Regions from separate parts of the Mus musculus genome. Here region 1 is linked to region 2. The links are chromatin contacts, called in public Hi-C maps. All regions are on one chromosome and are shown on one strand. The core of a region is the stretch at or near the end of the contact, and the rest is flanking DNA. Distances in the headings are between cores, read along the strand shown.

What was found. Hi-C and Micro-C count contacts between places; a contact is called where the count stands out from the background.
Region 1: a Hi-C map of liver shows a contact between it and region 2, with 2.8 times the contacts expected there. The contact joins two enhancer-like sites. A contact is called at or near these places in 4 of 484 Hi-C or Micro-C datasets (embryonic stem cells, liver and nephron progenitors) and 5 of 115 datasets of contacts at active chromatin or transcription factors (double positive thymocytes, embryonic stem cells, extraembryonic endoderm stem cells and 2 more).

The regions. Positions count from the first base shown.
Region 1 is chr8:10,964,228-10,968,552 of GRCm38.p6, forward strand. No RefSeq gene overlaps it. Among named protein-coding and RNA genes, the nearest start is that of 3930402G23Rik, 38 kb to the left of the region's middle. Within about 2 kb of position 1,269, at least 111 of the 459 cell types and tissues checked have an H3K27ac peak or open chromatin away from gene starts, as enhancers often do. A contact at or near this core is called in liver, where this site is marked.
Region 2 is chr8:10,853,247-10,857,158 of GRCm38.p6, forward strand. It overlaps Gm39130 (a long non-coding RNA gene), which reads left to right. Exons shown (of 3, transcript XR_870135.2): 2 at 279-335; 3 at 899-1,901. It overlaps Gm32540 (a long non-coding RNA gene), which reads right to left. Exons shown (of 3, transcript XR_870139.3): 3 at 2,474-3,912. Among named protein-coding and RNA genes, the nearest start is that of Gm39130, 5.0 kb to the left of the region's middle. Within about 2 kb of position 1,490, at least 36 of the 459 cell types and tissues checked have an H3K27ac peak or open chromatin away from gene starts, as enhancers often do. A contact at or near this core is called in liver, where this site is marked.

The DNA of each region.
Region 1 (4,325 bases), core at 19-2,518, 110 kb after region 2:
ACTGCATCCAAGGTTAGTCTTATTCTTAGAAACGGTAACTAGTATTTCAAACACAGCATCAAATGTAACTTAGCAACTCTCCATTAACTTTTACCTACAGAGAGGGACATTACCTCTTCTTAGAAACCACCCAGTGCGTTGTATCACATTTACAAAAACTTGGGGTGGAGTCCAAAGCAAGAATGTATCTTTAGAGTTCAAGGAATTTGGTACCATCTATGGTAGCTCAACACCTGAAATCTGTGCTGGATTCTGTTTACAAACCCATGAAAGGAGACGTGTCCCAGGGTTTCGAAGGGCCAGTGATCCCAGGAAAAGACAAGCAGCGGCCCTGGGGATCTTACTCCATCTTTAATAGTACCTCACAGCTTGTTAGACACAAAGTCCCCTCCTCAGAGTTAGCCTCGCATAGTCCAACAGTCCAGGAAGGATCTCTCAGTTCTCAGGCATCAGTGAGCCAGGGGAAGGCTAGTGCTGGCACAGGGCTGCAAGTGTTTCTTTGGCACCATCTCACAGATGACCTGTTCTCTCTCTGCTGGTCGGCTAGAGGACAGAATTTTGCTATCTCTTTTAAAACCCAAGTGCAGCCATTTGGGCCCATTTCTACATCGGTCCATCAGTCATTCACAACTTAGTCATTCACACAGTATGCTCGCTCAGGCTGTGGGAGGAGAGGAGACAGACGGAGCACCCCACCCCAAGGGGAGTTTTCTGAGCTGTGGTGTGTCCGGAACTGTGGCTAAAAAGCAGAACAGAGGCCACAACGGCCACAGAGGCAATGTGTACTGTTGCTATTTGATCTTCCAAACTTGAGACCTGGGCAGAACCCACTTCGTGTCCCCAGTATCAGTATAAGAGAAGGAGCTGAAGTCGGTGTCCTGTGCATTGGTGGCAATAAGATGACCGTGTAGATTTTTAAATCTACGGAAGAAATGAGCAAATATTGATGTAGAGGAGGGGTCTCTGCAGGACTTTAAAGGAAGAGTCATCCAAGCAGACCAAGAGAAGGGGGGACACATCTGTGTCACCTCCAGCTTCCCCCTACTCAGTCCATGGAACAATCTTGTTTTCTGACTCCTGCTTCTGAGCATCATTTGCTCCAAACGTCTGTGTAAAAGGGAAGCATTAAACGAAGCTCCTGGGTCGGTAATTAAAGGCAATGATTTCAGCGGATAGAGTTTTGTTTTCATAATCTGCTCTTTGTCTGCACAGAGCCAGCTCTTGGCTGCATCTGCCACCGCTGGCCTTTGCTCTGTTTACTCTGAAGAATGAGGCGCTGTTCTGTTTGTTTCTCGTTTTCAGTCTGTAAAACTCTGTTCTCTTGGTTCTCTATTCCAGGAAGGAAAAAAAAATAAAAGAACAAGGCTCTTTAAATATCACAGCAGTGACTACTCACCCATACACACAGCCTCAATATTAGCGATGACAGACACTCAGGGGAATGTGCAAGAATTTTCCCGCTGCCAGCCTTGCTCTGGCAGGTGGACCTCAATTGAGAAAAGCACTTTTTATTCAGCTGTCAATCACTTGGTGTACCTGGCTGCATTGCACCACTGTGTGTGTGTGTGTGTGTGTGTGTGTGTATTTCAAAAGGTCATTCACCTGTCTTAGGGTTCAAAGGGATTGTTCCTTTTACTGTAGGAGTCACTGTGGTGATATATTAAGACCCAGCTAAGGAAGGTGACTTAGTAATACTGTGAGATAAGAGTGGGAGGAAAGATTAGGAGTGTGTGCACAGAATCCCAACAATGAAGAAAGGAAAGGGGGAGGGAGGAGGGGGAGGGAGGGGAAGTAGGATGGGGAAGGAGGGAGGGAGAAGGGAGGGAGAAGGCAGAGAGGGAGGGGGAGGAAGAGGGGTGGAGTGGAGGCGAAAGGGAGGGGAGGGGGATGGAAGAAGGAGAAGGGGAGGAGGGAGGGGAGAAGAGAGGGAAGGAGGGAGGAGAAGAGGGAGGGAAGGAGGGAGGAGGAGAGAAAAAAAGGAAAGAAAAAGACAAACTGACATACATACAGACAGACAGACAGATACATTCCTCTGTTGAAAAGTGAGTGAAAGGGGACTGGGGTGTCTGGCACACTGGCAGAGCGCCTACCTTGAATGTGCAAGGCACTGAGCTCCTACTCAGACTTCATTTTGAAAATGACACCCCCTCCCTCCCTCCCTCCCTCCCTCCCAAAAGAAAAGATGTACATAGGAACCACACCGAGGGAACCTTGTTACAGAAGAAAGGGAATTGGGTAGCTGAGGCCACTACCTGGTTCATTTTCTCCACATCTTCCCTCTGACAGTGAACCTCCACTGCCTGCTCAGATCACGGGTGCAGGTCAAAGCAAGCAGTGAGTCACGCCAGTTTCACTGCCTGTGTAGACTGTAGGTTGTGATGGCTCTTCGCTGAACTTAAGGCTTTAGCTAGCCTGCTGAGTGGCTGTGTATGATAGCGACTGTTAACTATCAGCTTGGCAAAATCTATCATCATCCAAGGATGGGCCTCTGAGCATACCTGTGGGAGATTCCCTTCGCCCATGCCCACTGATGTGGGAGAACCCATCTTCACCGTGGGCAGGACCGTTCCCTGGGCAGGGGATCTGGGTTATATTGTAAGTCTCTGGTGAGCCTTAGCTTACTGGGGACTCACTGAGTGAACGACTCAGAACCTGGAATGGATGCTAAAAGCAAGAGGAATTTATTGTTCCAACATGTTGGGGTCACCCTGCACATGGAGAGAGAGAATGACCATGCACAGCCTGTCTGGCCAGCCTTTATACAGTTCTCCAGGCAGCAGCCATTAGGCACAATGTGATTGGCAGAACAGTGTGACTTTTAAACTGATTGGTCTATAGGGAATGAAGTGGGTGGCCAACAGTCATGGAATGTGTCTACCCCTACCCACAGGTGGCCAGTGGTCAGTCCCTCCTCCCTGTGGTCTGAGTAAGGTAACTAGTCCCTCCCTTGCAGAGGGAGGGGTGCCTATGTTCTTTATGACCTTTCACTTCCAGGAGGGGAGGGGTCCAGAGGAATTTTCTAAAGTTCCTGAACTGACCTCTTCAGAATAAAACAGGAGCTGAGTGGAGGGCAGCCTGGGCTCACTCCATGTCTTGATTGTGGCTACCGTGTGCCCAGCTGCTTCAAGCTCCTGTCTTGATTTCCTCACTATGGCAGGCTGTACTGTGAGCTGATAAAATGTGAGCTGTGAACTTTTCTCTCCCAGTTTGCTTTGTCTCTGTCTTCTATCCCAGAAACAGAAAACCAAGGATTCCTCCGAGCACTGAGGACATATACTGTGGGCCTGGGGTAGACTCATGAAACAGTCACAAGGGTCACTTCCTATATGCCCACATCACCTCACTTCTGGTGAACAACAACAACAACAACAACAACAAAAAAAAAAAAAAAAAAAAAAAAACCTTGGCTCCACAGCCTGTGCTAAACCAGAAAAATCCAGGAGAATGGAGCATAAGAGAGTCTGCTAAAAAAAAAAAAAAAAAAAAAAAAAGACAGGCTCTCGATCCGTAATGATGGTGTTTGAGGAAAAGTGCAGCTGACCTGTAATAAGCCTGCGTTCAGATAAAGGAAACTGCCGTCTGCTGCTGCATTAAAATATTTATACTTATGTGGGATTTTCATAATTATACAACAACGGCTCACGCTGACGTTTATGCTGTTAAAACGCTGAAGTTTACAATTTACATGTCTCAGGTACCCATATGTTTACAGGCTACGGTTGTGGAACCTGAGAGCCTTCAGATTAACCCCAGCTCTTCCAGGACAAGATTCTGAAAGGCAAGTCCTTCCCAGGTGTTATCTGTCTCAAAGGTAAAAGCAAGAGGCAGAGTTCGCACTGCAGACACTACCAACAGAGACATGGGCACGCAAAACAGGCTGCTTCCTCTGTGTGTGAGGGCAGGACACAGGAGCCAGAACCTGTGGCATGGGCCATGCACGCGCCATCCGCTGGCTGACTGTCTAAGGATTCTTTCTGGGCCTTGAGGCTCAAGCTGCAGCAACTCTTTACCTCCATAGCAATGCAGATGAAAGGGCAGTTCTGCCAGTCCAGCTTCTCCTGCCAGTCCAGCTTCTCCTGCCAGTCCAGCTTCTCCTGTTATTGACAGGCTCTGACAGAAGCAATACTGTCCATAAACACACATGGACACCAGGACTCAAACCAAACAGAAGCTCAGATAAAACTAGGAAAAAAATAACCCACACTAATTTGCTGAGCTCCAAAATAGAGCCAAATTCAAAGCTTTTACTGTTGAAACTACAAACAGAACCTCGGATTCAAAAACACCAGGAAATGGTTCTAAGGGGGGATGTAACAGTCTCTCCT
Region 2 (3,912 bases), core at 240-2,739:
TTTGGCTGTGTGCTGTACACTCACAGTTATCTCTCCTTAACTCCGCTGGGAGGGGATTCTTATCTTCCCTCTTCGGAATGGTATTATTTCTGGGAAAGGTGCTGGATTCTTGGCAGCCTGTAGCTGGCCAGACCGTTGCCCTATAAATGATGTCTGTCTTTTTTGCCACACTGAAAATGCATGCCCAAGGGTGATGTGCCCTGGAATTGCAGCAGTGCCCAATACAGGGTACTGTCCCCCATGGATCACTAAGACTTGGGTCTCATCTGCCTTTGCAGAACCTTGGAGTTCCTCAATGTGGAGCAGCATAACATATCCTGTCCCAGCTGGAGAAGGTGAGGAAACCAGAAAATGTTAACAGAGATGTAAGGCATCTAAAAGCGAAGCAGTAAGAGAGTGTGTGTGTGTGTGTGTGTGTGTGTGTGTGTGTGTGTGTGTGTGTGTGTGTGTGTGCTTGTGTGCCTGCATGTTCCACTTTCTGATCCGATTGAGTTACATTTTTCAGCAAGCAAGCAAGGCAGTTCAGAAAATTCCTCCCACCGATATAAATTTTGAGTATGTTGTTTGTCTTGACTCTCACTTAGAAAAACTAAAAATTCACTTGGGGGTCTGTTACACTAACAGTGGATTTTCTGTTTCCTTTCTTCATTTGAGAACTGGGGAAAGCTATGTACTCTGAAGCTTCAAACAGTGGGCAAAGGTTTTGATGAGTTGAATTCTTTTGCTACCTCAGCCTTTGAACTACTACAAAGTCAAGAACAAGGAGGATTGGAGTGACCAGACAGCTAGCCGGCTCCTTGCTGTCAGTAAACATCTGTGTCTCCAGGGACTGTGAGGAGCACTGATCAGAGACTCCCTGCCCTAACACAAACCTAACGAGTTTATGATTTCCTTTCAGACTTTGTTCTCAACACCGACTTGTTTATTCAAGAGAACAGATTTCTGAGAATCTCACACCCAGCACGCTGGCTGTATCCGGCCCTGCCTTGAGACCCTCAAATGACATTTCTGTTGGCTCAAGACCCACACAACAGTGAGAAGTGGGCACTGACACCACCGTCTGTGACCATTTTCCCCAGGGGTGTTGCCCCACACCAAGAAGTGACCGGAGACACTGTAGGGTAAAGAGAAAGATAACACAGCCTCACGTCCCGGAGAAGTGGCTGCTTGCTCTTCCTGCCTCTTGGGCGATGGGGCCCATGGAGGTGTCCCTCTCTAGTTCTCCATAGCTCCTGCCTCTCTGCATAAGACAACAGCTTCCTGCACTTCCAAGGGGACAAAAACAAGGGGCACAGAAGAGGCCCAGTCTGCCATCCCTCTCTGCTTTACTCTGAACAATACCAAGTCAGGAAAGCCTAAGGCTAATTTTAACCTGATCGAGAGAAGAGAAAAGGGCCGACTACTGGCAGGTGACACGTGTACCTGTGTGTTCCTGCCTGATGGTGTCTCTCAACTCCTGTGGCCTTGGCTGTGCTGACTCAGTGAGGAGGGACTGCAGCTCTGCCCTGTGACCTTACAATCTACCCCAGGGTTGGAACCTGAGCTTTGGCCACGTTGAGCAACAGAAAGAAAACTGAAAAACAAAATTCTGTGACTAAGGCTTTGAGCTCTGTCCCCCCCACCCCCACCCCCGATGCAACAACCCAATGACCCAGCTGAAACTGCAGGATAAAACCAGCAGCCCTCTGTCTTACACTCTCCCTTCCCCCAATCCTGTCCTGGCGGGTTCTGGAGAGCAGAGGTCAGACTGCCAAGTAGAAGGAACTGGAAGTGGGTTTCTAATACCTTGCTACCAGTTCCTAACAAGACCCTGCTTAGTAGGGTCAGTGGTCCCCAGCTCTTGTAAAGCACACTTTTTGTTTTTTGTTTTTCGAGGCAGGGTTTCTCTGTGTAGCCCTGGCTGTCCTGAACTCATTCTGTAGACCAGGCTGGTCTCAAACTCAGAAATCCACTTGCCTCTGCCTCCCAAGTGCTGGGATTAAAGACGTGCGCCACCACCGCCCAGCTAGCATTCTCTTTTTCTGTTGAACTCTGAGCATACGTCACACACTGGTCCTGTGCCACATGTGATCACCAGGTCTCTGTTCCCTGTTCTTCTCTGGCCCCTTCTCATCTCCCTGACATTGTTCTCTTGTTCTCTGTTCTCAACTTGAGTTTTCTCAGCCCCCCCCTCCTCCTCCACCTTCTCTCCCCCCCCTCCACAATTCTTTTTTTCTTGATCTGTCCTGTGTTCTCTACATAAGTAAATTTAAGAAAAGTAAATAAAATAAGATCAAATATTGAGCCAAATTTATCTCAGTCTGAAACTGTTGTAGCATCTCCACAATGTTACCCACTAAGAAGTGACGAACAAGACTCTGCTTCCTTATGTAACGTCGCTAACAGAATTATATATAATTATGTATTAGGTGAAATTATATATAATACTATATGCAATTTTCTGCCAAAGATCTTCACTGGGGAAAAAAATAAGCCTATCCTAAAATAAACACATACACATAGAGGAGTCAAAAGAGAAGAAGGCAAGAGAAGAGGAGACGAGGGGGAAAGGCAGAAGCAGCAGAATCTATCGGCTTGGATGCACACTTCAAAGCAAATATTCTACCACTGAGTCACAGGCCCAGCCCTTGTTTTTTTGAGACAGTGTCTCACTGGCCTCCAACTCAAGATTCTCCTGCCCCAACCTGTCAGTCCTAGAATTGCAGAGTGCACCAGCATACCAGGCTAGCTCTCAGAGACTCCATATATAGGAGTCTGATAGGTGGCTCCGTGGATAAGATCTTTGGTTTTGCAAGCAAAGTCTGAGTTCAAGTCTCCAGCACTCATGTAAAACTCCAGGCATGGCTGCCTGTGCCTACAACCCCAGGATTAGGTGGGGATGAAAACAGGTGAATTCCAAGAGCTTGCTAGCCAGCCAGCATTGGCCCAGTTGTGCTTTGAGGAAACAGGGAGTCTAATCCACTCCATCTGGTAAAGATGTGAAGTCAGAGAAAGAACAGAAAGTGTCCCACATCAGTTGGGTGTGCTTGGATGAACATGTTATGTGAAGCAGGAAGCTGCCAGTGCCCTGTCTTGTCTGACTGTATTTCTCACAGTCTCCTTAAGCAGCGGCTTCATGAGCTAAGGGTGAACCAACAGGTCTGTTTATGAAAAATCTGCTCCTAGGCCCATCCAGGGGCCTCTATGGCTTTTTGCCGTCTAATAATTGGACTGCAGATACGCGAACATAGGAAATCAGGAGGCCGGCAGAGTTCCCACCTATGGAGGAATTAATGCAGACAGCAGGGTACTCGATCCGTGCTTTCTAGTAATCCCTTCAAATCTGCATTTCTTCCAGAAGGCTTTTTATTTCAAAACCCATTTTAAAAGTCAATGATCATTAAGCATGCAGAGACGTGAGTGGGTTTCCGCTCTGTATTTCATTTGACTTGCTTCCAAATTGCTGTCCCTTCATTCGAGGTTTCCGTGTGTGTGTGGGGGGGGGGGGAGCATTGGAAGTTAAATGAACCTTTCTCTGGGTCTTAGAGACCTTTCTCTGAGTCTTAGAGACACCTGAACCCAGTGGAGACCTGTTTTCCTGCCATGCGGCTTCTACAAGGCCGGAATCCCCCTGCCCCACATTCCTGAGAGAGCTAGCTACTAGATACTAGTGTTTCACAGACCCACAGCCCTACCTGGGCTCTCTGGAATCTGTAGGTATGGCATAATACTAATGTTCTTCTCTGACACCATCTGTTGTCCCTTCTCCAGGAAAAAAGTCCCTGCCTGTCTGTATACTCCTGTGGCTGTGAATGGATCAGATCACACCTGCCTCCTCCCTTTGTTCTTTCCCTTGATCCTCTAGGGTAAAGAGAACCAGTTGGCAGCTTGGCAAGGTGACTCTTTTATAAGGGCATGTCCTGAGGTAGCACA